Regions from separate parts of the Mus musculus genome. Here regions 1 and 2 are each linked to region 3. Evidence: chromatin contacts called from public HiChIP or PLAC-seq data. All regions are on one chromosome and are shown on one strand. The core of a region is the stretch at or near the end of the contact, and the rest is flanking DNA. Distances in the headings are between cores, read along the strand shown. Region 1 has its middle 43 kb from the start of Gm32968. Region 2 has its middle 8.5 kb from the start of Gm32968. Region 3 holds the start of Emc8 (ER membrane protein complex subunit 8).

Region 1 (3,616 bases), core at 430-2,929, 380 kb after region 3:
AACCTATGTCTCATGACCTGGTGCCTTTGAGTCCAGAGGACAGGGTAGGGGTCCTACAGAAGCCACAGGGGTGAGAACACCTCCCAGGAGGATGGAGGCAGGGAGGAGATGAGACAATGTCTATGCCAGCCAGCCCACTAGGCAACCACTGTGTCTTAGGTACAGGTCTGCAGACCTCCCAGAAGACAAGACCAACCAGGCCCAGGCCCTCTCAGGGTTCTCCTCCTCTGGCCCATCAGTGTTTGGAGAGGCAGACCAGTGCTGAAGGGCCTGTCTCCTGCCTCTGGCTGGGCAACTTTAGGCCTTGGCATCTGCCCAGCCCAATGGCACAGAACAGAAATATCTGCCTCCTGCTGGCCCAGGTGACAGGTGCCACGACCAGCAGAAGCCGACCTTGCTGTGTAGGGGGTCGTGAGGCTGACCACAGGCTGGGCCACTCACCCCGTATCTCCTGAGTACCCATTCCGTTGTCAGTGTCATACTGGTGGCTGAAAGGTGATGGCAGACAAAACAGGCAAGTGTCCTTCCCTGAAGTGACAGGCTGTGTGGCTCTTCAGAAGGACAACCGCAAGGGCCTAGGATGGCTAGACTGGGCAGCTGTGACATATTCCATGTGTGTGTCAGAGAGAAGGAAACATGCCTGCATATATACATACATACATACATACATATATACATACACACACACAAGTCTATGTCGGCAGCTCACAGCCATGCCACTCACAAAAGCCCACATGAAACGCTGCCCCACCCCCAACAGGCTCGGTGGAAAAGCAAACTGAGCAGGTCACACCGAGGAATTCTATTCAGCCACGATGAATGGAACTTCCACATGGGTGACACCTGGATACCTGACGTTCAGTGGCAGAAGCCAGACATGAGGGACACACACGCACACACACACACAGAGTGTGATGGCCCCGACAAGGACTGCCTAGAGCAGGTAACATCAGAGGCAGACAGAGGGCTACGGCTGCCAGGGCTGGGGAGGGAAGGATGGGGGACCAGTCACGCAGGAGACAGGATTGGTTGGGTTCTGGAGGGCAGTGGGAATGTTCTCGAATTAAGCTGGTGATGGGCACACCATGTTGTGTGTGTTCAATTCTCAACCATTGAATACACCGAGTGGGTGGCTTGCGTGATCTGCGAGTTATATCTCAATAAGGCTGTCATAGAGGGGAGACAAAAAAAAAAGGAAGAAAGAAAAACCCCACTTACAGCTGCTCTTACAAATGCCAGCCCCACACACGGGAGCACGCTGAATTATAAAGCCGACGGGAGACTGCACGTATTGTTTTTATGATCAGAGACACGGGAAGGTGCTGGCAGGGCTCTGTTTCCATAGGAAGCAAGGGAGGTGGAAGCCTGCTATGCTCTCAATAGGCTTCTGGGCTCCTGCACACACACACACACACACACACACACACACACACACCTGCCCAGCCCAACAGGAGGCCTGGAGACACCCTGTGCTTCTGGGCTCCTGCACACACACACACACACACACACACACACACACACACACCTCTCCCCAGCCCAACAGGAGGCCTGGAGACACCCTGTGCTCTGTGGTTGCCCCAGCTGGAACTGGAACACACGTGCAAAGGAAGTACTGTAGAGTGTACTGCCAGCACTGGGTGAGGGGGTTGGGAAAGGTTTGTAGTATTAAGGAAGCTTGAGTGTAGCTGGGCAGTGGCAGCAGGCTCTCACTTGGAACCCAGGGGAGAGGCCTCCTGCAGCTCTGTCCTTCCTGGGTCCCGCCTCTCTCTGGCCCCACCCTTTCCATGCCTGGGAGTTCTTTGGCGCTTACAGCCCCTGGCACCCAGAGAAATGATCAGGTTGTGGGAGGGAGACTTGGGGCCATGAACACAGTTCTGTCCCTCTTGGTATGGTATAGCCAGCCACTGGCGACGAGGAGGCAGCTAGCCTACAGCCTGAGGAAGACAGTATCTCCCAGTTGTGCCTCCTGCTAGCTAAGCAAAACAAGGGCTATATTGACTCTGCATGGGCAGAGGAGGGCAGAGGGCATGGCAGCATTCAGACACCCAGACCTCACCAGGGAGCTGGCTCCTTCAGACTCTCTCCTTGGGGTCTCCTGCAAATACCCTCGATGGCTCTAACTGGAAGGGACACTGTGCAGCTGGCCACCAGATCAAACCACTCCTGACAATGATGCTGCACCCAAAGAGAGAAGCTGGGTCCTTAACTAAAGCCCTTCAGAGCAAGGGATGGGGTGATGGGACATGGCATTGGAGCATTCCCTGTAAGGTTCCAGCCAAGATGAGGTTCCCGAAGGACTAATGCTGGTGTGTAAATATTAGACACTTCTGTCTCCTTTGAGACCAATTACACAGATCATGGCGGCTCCCCCAGGATGCTGCCTTCCACCCACTGTACTGTCATTAACAGTCTATTAGGAACAGCTGCTCGGAGAGGGAGGCGGGAGCTCGGAGGAGAAGCGGGAAGGAGGGAAGAGGAGAGAAAGAGACAGAGAGAGACAGCTAGGGAGGCTAACGGTGATCTGGAGACAGTGAGACAGAAACATTAAAGATGTAGGAGACACGGAGAGGGTGAGACAGAGAGACGGGGGTGGGGTGGGGGTGGAGATGGGGAAATAGGGGAGATGGGAGGAGATAGAGTCGGAGGGTAGATAAATGGGAGGGGAGAAGAGGGGGAATAGAGGTGGGAGATGGACGAAGAGGAGGAGGGAGAGCAGCAGCAGCAGAGGCTCAGAGTCCAGGCCTTCCTGCCTTGCTTCCTTAGGAGATGAGCTATGCTCAGCCCAGGTCTCAGCTAGGGAGAGCTGCAGGGCTCCACACCAGGCCTCCGACGCTATGCTCACCCACAACCCTACAGGCTGGTGTTTCGTCTCTGCTGCTAGTGAGAGGAGAGGCTCCCCTGGAGAAGCCTGCAGACAGAGCCTCTCTGGGTGCACAGCCACCTGCCACACAGCTCTGGTCTGGGTGTCTCCATCGGAGACTATGGATCAGCTCCATCATGCCTGAGCCTCCTCCAAGATCAAGGCGAACAAGGAGAGAGGCATAGGCAGGGCTCTGAGGCCACGAGCTGGAGACCCACAATCAGTCCCACACTTCTGAACCCCAGTACATGCAGGTCCTTGGCTGGTAGTTTAGTTCAGGGTATGGGTACCTGAGCCAAGTTGGGGGGGAGGCAGAGAGGCAGAGAGAGAGAGAGAGAGACAGAGAGAGAGACAGAGAGAGGCAGAGGGGGGCAGAGAGAGAGGGGGCAGAGAAAGAGAGGCAAAGGAGACAGAGAGAGAGAGAGAGGTAGAGGGGAGCAGCGTGGGGCAGAGAAAGAGAGAGGCAAAGAGGCAGAGAGGCAAAGAAGAGAGAGAGAGGCAGAGGGGCAGAGGCAGAGAGGAAGAGAGGCAGAAAGAGAGGAAGAGAGGCAGAGAGAGAGAGCAGAGAGGCAGAGAAAGAGCCAGAGGCAGAGAGAGAGAGGCAGAGGAGCAGAGGCAGGCAGAGAGAGAGAGAGAGAGAGGCAGAGAGAGAGAGGCAGAAAGGCAGTTAAAGAGAGGCAGAGAGAAAAGCAGACAGGCAGAGGCAGAGGGGCAGAGGGGCAGAGGGGCAGAGGGGCAGAGAGGCAGAAGGAAGCC
Region 2 (3,761 bases), core at 168-2,667, 350 kb after region 3:
TGAGATGGCTCAGTGGGTAAGAGTACCCGACTGCTCTTCCGAAGGTCAGGAGTTCAAATCCCAGCAACCACATGGTGGCTCACAACCATCCGTATCAAGATCTGACTCCCTCTTCTGGAGTGTCTGAAGACAGCTACAGTGTACTTACATATAATCAATAAATAAAAAATCTTAAAAAAAAAGTATATATTCTTTTGGGGATGTTCATTGAGAACTTCCCCTCAAAGACCATTTTTGGGGTTCAGTGTTCATAACGGTTACTCTCGACTGTCACTTGGCCAGATCAGAATCACCTCTAAGAAACAAGTGTCCAATCACGTTTGTGAGGAAGTTTCTAGACCTAATTATTGAGGGGGGGGGGGAGACTCAGTCTGACTGAGGGCCACAACACGCCACAGGCTGGCGAGCTGAGCACCAGCATCCGACTCTGTCTGCTTGCTGACTCTGGATGCCATGTGCCCAGTGGTCTCATGCTCCTACCTCCATGCTGGATTGTCCTGTCAAACTGAGAGTAAAAGTAAACACTTCCTTCCTGCCTGCCTGGCTTCCTTCCCTCCCCTCTCTCCCTCCCTCCCTCCCTCCCTCCCTTCCTTCCTTCCTTCCTTCCTTCCATCCATCCATTGCTTTTGCAGGACATTTTATCAAACCAGAGAGAAAGGTACCCACTCCAGTCTGGGTTTGGTTTTTTTTCCCTTTCTGTATCCCACCACTCCCAGCATGGGGTCGGAGTCCCATGGGGGCGGAGTCAAGTCTTTTTAAATTTTATTTATTTTATTTTATGTGCATCGGTGGTTTGCCTGCATGTATACCTGTGAAGGCGCCAGATCTCCTGGAATTGGAGCTACAGACAGTTGTGAGCTGCCATGTGGTTGCTGGTAATTGAACCCTGGTCCTCTGGAAGAGCAGCCAGTGCTCTTAACTACGGAGCCATTACTCAGCCCGGGGCTCAACTCTTAATAAATGGATAAGAAAACTTCCCTTAGCAATAGGCTATAGGAGGATGCCCACATTTACTAGAAGGCCTCCTGATGTCATGGGTGTCCCTACCTCCAACCAGCCAGACCGACACCCAGGTACCTCAGAAAGCAACAAGCTGCAGGTGTATTCCACCATCCCGCTAGCTCCTCCCACACGTGCCCTATGGCCCTTGCTGGAAGGCACCAGCTCCTTCTGATGCCTCAGTTTCCTTAACTGTAAGATGGGAGCAACCTGGATGTGGCACCCGGGTGGGGGTGCTGTGAAGGTCCAAGGAACAAGTCCAGGTATCATTGGTACAGGGCAGGCTCTTTGTCAAGTAACAGCCACTTCATGTCTGGGGCTCATATAGACAGACAATTGAATCGACAGGGTCAGCGCAGAGGACAGGCACTCCTGCGCCCTCTGGTGGCAGGGAGGGCTTCGTGCAGGAGACAGGCAGGAGCAGCACCTTGGCTGACCACCGGAGGGCAGCCACACCCAGGCAGCTCCCTGGTAGCACCCTTGGGTGTGACTCAACAGAGAAACCCAAAGATGGACCCACTCACTTCCTGGCCGTGTGCTGACCTCTGTGTGACTGGACCTGAGGCTGGAAAGGCCACAGGCCATGGGCTACAGGGTAGGCCTCCGGTCACTTGGCTACCTGTCCTGATTGCTAGGCACTTGCTGGGCTTAGACAGCTGGTGCATACCACATCCCTCTCCTTTTTCTGACATGGCCACACAGCATCATAAAGAAGTGGTCACTTCTGCCTGTTTTCCTGCATCGCTGGCCAGGTGGGACACAGGAGGGACAATGCTAGGGCCCCAGGGTCACTTCCTGGGCCACAATGTCAGCAAAAACGTGCATTTTTGTTCGAAGTAGGGGTGTGTGTGTGTGTGTGTGTGTGTGTGTGTGTGTGGTGTACATGCACACATATACACAGATGGAATCTAGAGGCTGTACCCTGTACCTCTGTAGCCCACACTGACCTCAGACTTGTGACCCTCCTACTACAGCCTCCCAAGTTCTAGAATCACAGGCCTGCACCACCATGCCTGGCTGGAAAATATAACCATTTTCACTGCAGGAAACAACAGCTCACGGGAAGGGGAGCTATTTGTTAAAGCAGCGAACACTGACTGCCGCCTACTAGAGTAAGCCAAGAACTGACCCTGGGGAGCTCAGGTGTTTGGTTTAAGAGGAGCCGCCACCCCCATTCTGTATCACTGGCTAGGGGCACCTATGAAAACCTGCAGTCTCCTAGACCCCATTCCAGCCATTCCAGTGGCAAGGCCTCGCCAGGCTAGCCCTGCAACCCAGCCGGCCACTTTGTGACTCAGCCACTGGAGATGACGCATCGATGCCCTGAAAGCCATGGGTCTCGGTAAATCCCCACAGAGGGATCCAAGGGGGGCCTGGCTCGGGCAGTGACGACCCACTGAATTCTGTTAGGGTCATCCCCTGAACAGGTAGGATAAATCTCGGCTGGTCTCTGTCAGAACTTGGCTGAGTCATTGAGGATTAAATTAATAATGATTAATTGGAGGCTCCTGAAGGCTGAACGGCTGGGAAGAAGATTAGAGCGCACTCAAGCAGTCTTTCCTCCCTCTCCTCCTCCTCCCCCTCCTCCATCCTCCCTTCTTCTCCTCCCCCTCCTCCTCCTCTTTGATTTCTTCTTTCCCTTCTCAGCCCACCTCCCAACACAGGACATTCAGACGGGAAACTGGAAGAGTACAGCTGAGGTATGATATGGCAGCCTTGCCAGGGGCTAAGCGGGCACGTGGGCAGGCAACTGCCCCAGAGAAATCTCGGCTCTATCCGGCTTTCCTCTGGAGAACGGGCTGGGCAGCTGCCCACCCCTCCCACCTCCCCAGACTGGGAGCCACAGAGCTCTGAGGTCTGCACAGGGTCCTGGTGGGCTTGGCCCAACAGACCAGACGGGAAGGCAGGCAGGGAATGGTCCTGCATCCTGAATCTTAGGTTCATGCAACAGGGTCTGAAAACCAGGCCCTGGGTCACAGGATAAAAGGGTAATCACATTCCTGGGGACTCTCTGCCCTGACCTAGGATGGATTCTGGGAAGGCAATCTAGCTGACAAAGTGTGTCTCCATGCCATTGATGGTAACAGAGAGGTAGAGACTGATGTCAGTTAGACATCACTGTCCCCATAGGAACCAACAGGACAAAAGAGAAGATGAGTGTGCCTCAGCACCTCCTTTGGAGTGTCTCCCCCATGCCCTCGGCATCGACAGACGGCCCTCTAAGCCATCCTCACCATTACCTCTGGGTGCAGGCCCCCATTGCAGGCACAAGTGTGGGCGCATCTGTGGATATCAGGTAAACATGTGTTCCCAGAGCCATGGCTTCCAGAGACTGCCCATTCTGAGGTCTTCCGCTGTTCCCAGGAATTCACTGAAGCCCTCTGGGCAGAGTACAGACCGCTTCAGCCAGCTGCCCGGGTTATGAGTAAACACTCCCTGTGGAGGGTACCACTTTGCTGGACCCAAATGGCCCATAAAACAAAACTCAGGCTAGACCTGGGAGGTTTAACCATGAACATTCCTGTAGCAGGCTTGGCAATGACTCCATAACCAAAGACCACAAGGAGAGGAGAGGGCAGCTAGCCAGGCCTCGGGGCAACACGGAGGGTATGGGCCACCTCGTTGCTCCTAGCTGGAGCCATGATGGGGAGGTGGCGCCCCGGCCCCACTGTTTCCACCCTACATCCAAGGCACAGCCTTAAAGACATGTCAGAGCTGGCTCCCTGCCGTAGCTGGCTGTGTCATCTTCTCCTTCAGCTTGC
Region 3 (3,751 bases), core at 79-2,578:
AGGGCAGGGAAGGGAGTGAAAGTCCTGCTCACCATGTGCTCGAAGGCACACCGAAGTAGAAATGGCTCTCTTGCCAATCAGGCTCAGCGCTCTGGAAGCCAACATTCTGAAAGACAAAAAAAAACCCTTATACCTCTTAACAATGACAGCAAACACCTTTTAGCCAAAGTCTTTTTGCGGCAAAACATTAAGGAAGTAAATGCAACTTATCCCCCGAAATGTTAAATGTTTTTTTTTTTTTTTTTTGGTAATGATTTCATCAACTTTTTAAGGCACGGACTGGCCTGAAAGCTTCCACTATTACCTTCCTCTACCTCGTAAGAGCCGGCATTACAGGCCAGAGGCATGCCCCCAGGATCCGGTTTTTATTACTGATGCGAAGGCACAGGGTGAACTTCCTTACATCAAGCCAAGGGCTGTAATATACATGGCTTTGGCCAATGACTATAAATCCGGCTTCTTAAAAAATTAACTAGAAAGACAAAAATGACTGAAACTGCTAGAACTAGATATATAGATAGATAGATAGATAGATAGATAGATAGCACGGTAGCACACCTCCTGCGACTGAGTTTTATTTTAAAAATTGACTTGTACAGAGACTGCGAAGGGCAAGCGGGAGGAGGCCGCCCAGGCTCAGGCCCTGGCCCGCTTCCCGTTCCTGCGTCCCGCAGGCGACCTGGATGACCCTGTCACCCGCCCCAGCGACCCGAGCCCCACGCCTCACTGTAGCACAACCCCTGAGATTCGATCCCCGAGAAAGAACGTCCGAGCCCGGGAAAAAAAAAATCAACGCCCGGGGCGGCAGAAACCGTAGCGTGACGTCAGGGCTCAGGTCGCTGTCCCTCGGGCCTGGCACAGCGGGAACGCCCGGTGCCCGGCAGGCCGGAGCGGGGACCCGAGACAACAGACCCGCTCGGGGAAGCGGGCGCCCCAAGGTCACCGAGCCGCTCAAGTCCCGGGTCCGGGGGCGTCTCGGAGGCACCGCTCCCGGCCCCGGCGCTCCAGGTCCTCGGGCCCCCGACCGTGCCACCCTCACCCGCCGTCCAAGGCCGTCACCTGCCACCGCTGCCCAGGCGACCGCCGCGACCGCCCTCTACACCCTGGGGTGCTCGCGACCGGAAGAACGGGGCCCGCAACCGGAAGACCAAGACGGAGCCGCGAAGCATCGCGGGAATCAGGGAAGCCCCGCCCCAAGCCCGTCCGTTTCAGAGCGCGGGGCGGGGCGGGGCGGGGCGGCGCGGCTCGGGGCAGGGCGGGGCAGGACGAGGCGGGGCGGGGCGGTAACTGTCGCGAAAGGCCGAGCGGGTAGCAGCTGCTTTCCGGCAGACGTTTTCCGGCCGACCGGCTGAGGCGGGAGGCCGCGGCCGGAGGTGCGAGAGCGTCACGGCGTGCAGCGGAGGGTCGTGGCGGAGGACCGCGGTGCGTGGGTCGCGATGCCCGGCGTGAAGCTGACTACGCAGGCCTACTGCAAGATGGTGCTCCACGGCGCCAAGTACCCGCACTGCGCCGTCAACGGGCTCCTGGTGGCCGAGAGGCAGAGGCCGCGCAAGGAGCATCCTCCCGGAGCGGGCAGCCACACGCTCTTCGTGGACTGCATCCCGCTCTTCCACGGCACGCTGGCTCTGACGCCCATGCTGGAGGTGGCGCTCACCCTGGTAAGCTCGCGGTCGAGGCCGCGGCGCGGGGTTCCGGGCCGGGCGGAGTCGGGCGCCCTTCGCGGGACGCTGCGGCTGCTCCCGGGGAGCTCTCGAGGTTTTGTAAGATGACCGAGAAACTCGAATGTGTGGTGGACGTCCTTAAAACCAGCACTCGAGATGGGGAGGCAAGAGTTCGAGGCCAGCCTGGTCTACATTAGTGAGATCTGGGATAGGTAACGTTTAAAGTTTAAACTTAATGTGTTTGTGAGGCCACAAAGAAAAAAATGCCTATAGCATGTAAATCTCTAGTTTTACAGAGGTTTTTTTGTTTGTTTGTTTGTTTTTGTATTTTGTGGGTCCACTTGCCGATTTTTTTGCCCCAGACTTGCTGTTTTAGCAAGATTATAGGTTATAATACGGACTGCTGTTTCTGCGCTTGTAATCAAACTCGGTTTCTCTGCTTAAGAGACATTTGCAAGACCCGGAATTCTAACTCTGCGGTTTGCCTTTATAAAGCCCTGGACTGATATGGTCAGGCGCTGCTTACTACATCTTGGAAGCGCTCTCAGGTGCAGTCCTGACGCACCTGAGAAACAGATCAGACCCGTAACCACCCAGTCTCCCCACAGCCTCATTTACATCTCAGAATGAGCTCTGAAGTTAAAAATCTGAGCTGGCCTAGGAGGGAATGCTAATCCTGTCTCCCCCTCTCCCACCAAAATGACTGCATTGAATCGGAGACTTGCTTTGAATGTAGCCCCCCATGCTAGCCTGGCACTCCCAGCACTTCCTGCTCTAGATTCCTGAGAACTGGGATTACCGACGCGACTCGCATTCCTTGATTTCTGTTTCTTTTGTTTTCTGGGGGAGAGGGTTAGGGTTTCACTCTTGTGGCCTTGCCGAGTTTGGGACTCTTCTGTAGACCAGGCTGGCGTCCTACACACAGACCAGCCTGCCTCCATCTCCTGAGGCTAGGTCTAAAGGTGTGCACTACCACCACACCTTGCTCATCCATTATTTAATTTACATTAAAACACCAGAGGTAATTTCCAGCAAACTACAAGAGCCTACAGGCAAATCGGCACGTTTACTGGGCACATTTTGAATGTTTTTTAGATTCTTTCTGAGCAGGAGGAAGGTTTGCAGATGATACTTCGTTCCAGAAGAGAAGCGTGCTTTTAGTGCCTAAAGTGTCTCTTGAGAGTTCCTGTGGGTGATTCTGGCCACCGTCTAAGTTGTTCTGTTAGCAAGGGAGTTGCACCTGGCTGGGCCCTGCCTTCCACAGTAGGGCAGGCTTCTCAGGTTCTCTCCTGACTTGGTGGGGTGGATTGAACCCAGGGCTCAGTTAGACTTGGATTTGTAGAGGTCTGGCAAGCTCTGTGCTGAAGAGCTCCTAGCACCAGCTGATGGAGGAGCTGGAGAGATGGCTCAGTGGTTGGAGCACTGGTTGCTCTCCTAGAGGAACAGTCCTAACTAGGTCAGACACCTATAACCACCACTAACTCTGTCTCCAGACTCCCTCTTACGGCTTCTTGTGTGTACTGCACTCATGCCCATACTTATAGACCTGAACTTAAAACTAAAACAAGGGCCAAGGCAAAGTGGCCTTAAAGTTCAAGGCCATCCTGTTCCACACAGCTAGTTCCAGGACAGCCAGTGCTAATGACACCCTGTCTTGAAAAAAAAACAAAAAAAAAAACAAAAAAACCCACAAGGTAGTTTTTGTGTTTGGTTGGTTGGTTGGTTTTTCCCCTCCTTAAGAAAATTAGCTGGTCAAAGTTGGAGGGTTAGGATGGTCAGGGCATTCAAGTGTCAGGCCAGCCCAGCATCCCAGGCCATGTGACCTGCCTCAGGGCCTCCACATCTGAGACGGTCTGGCAGTTGACTGTCTTGGACTTTGTGCACCAGATGCTGTGACCACTCTCTTCCAATGCTGCCCTCCACTGTGTCCCTTTAACAGTGTGGAAACACTGAGTCCCCAGTGCTCAGTTTAACAGTTCTCAGGCCTGAGCTCCATTGTGATGAATTCCGATGCCTGTGGAGTGTCTCCCTCAGGCTCTTGTTGAACTTGTCCCTTCATCACCTGCCAGTCTCAGATGAGCTGCCTCCTG

Evidence for each region. HiChIP or PLAC-seq counts read pairs in DNA pulled down with a chosen protein or histone mark.
Region 1: a FOXA1 HiChIP or PLAC-seq map of pancreatic cancer cells shows a contact between it and region 3. The contact joins the enhancer-like site here to the promoter of Emc8 in region 3. A contact is called at or near these places in 4 of 39 promoter capture datasets (the C10 cell line, hematopoietic stem and progenitor cells, hippocampal neurons and 1 more), 1 of 484 Hi-C or Micro-C datasets (embryonic stem cells) and 11 of 115 datasets of contacts at active chromatin or transcription factors (SST interneurons, astrocytes, double positive thymocytes and 6 more).
Region 2: a contact with region 3 is called in a FOXA1 HiChIP or PLAC-seq map of pancreatic cancer cells. The contact joins the enhancer-like site here to the promoter of Emc8 in region 3. A contact is called at or near these places in 1 of 15 datasets of contacts at CTCF or cohesin (embryonic stem cells), 4 of 115 datasets of contacts at active chromatin or transcription factors (the SCID.adh cell line, astrocytes, forebrain and 1 more) and 2 of 9 other capture datasets (adipose tissue and pancreatic islet).

Annotation. Positions count from the first base shown.
Region 1 is chr8:120,283,259-120,286,874 of GRCm38.p6, reverse strand. It overlaps a transcript of Gse1 not described here. Among named protein-coding and RNA genes, the nearest start is that of Gm32968, 43 kb to the left of the region's middle. Within about 2 kb of position 1,679, at least 87 of the 459 cell types and tissues checked have an H3K27ac peak or open chromatin away from gene starts, as enhancers often do. A contact at or near this core is called in double positive thymocytes and pancreatic cancer cells, where this site is marked.
Region 2 is chr8:120,317,322-120,321,082 of GRCm38.p6, reverse strand. It overlaps a transcript of Gse1 not described here. Among named protein-coding and RNA genes, the nearest start is that of Gm32968, 8.5 kb to the left of the region's middle. Within about 2 kb of position 1,417, at least 58 of the 459 cell types and tissues checked have an H3K27ac peak or open chromatin away from gene starts, as enhancers often do. A contact at or near this core is called in the SCID.adh cell line and pancreatic cancer cells, where this site is marked.
Region 3 is chr8:120,665,664-120,669,414 of GRCm38.p6, reverse strand. It overlaps Emc8 (ER membrane protein complex subunit 8), which reads left to right and starts at 1,328. Exons shown (of 5, transcript NM_010926.6): 1 at 1,328-1,658. The coding sequence starts at 1,437. Gm27021 (predicted gene, 27021) reads left to right here and starts at 1,273. Exons shown (of 4, transcript NM_001308449.1): 1 at 1,273-1,658. The coding sequence starts at 1,437. Cox4i1 (cytochrome c oxidase subunit 4I1) reads right to left here and starts at 1,190. Exons shown (of 5, transcript NM_009941.3): 1 at 1,060-1,190; 2 at 33-106. The coding sequence starts at 1,169.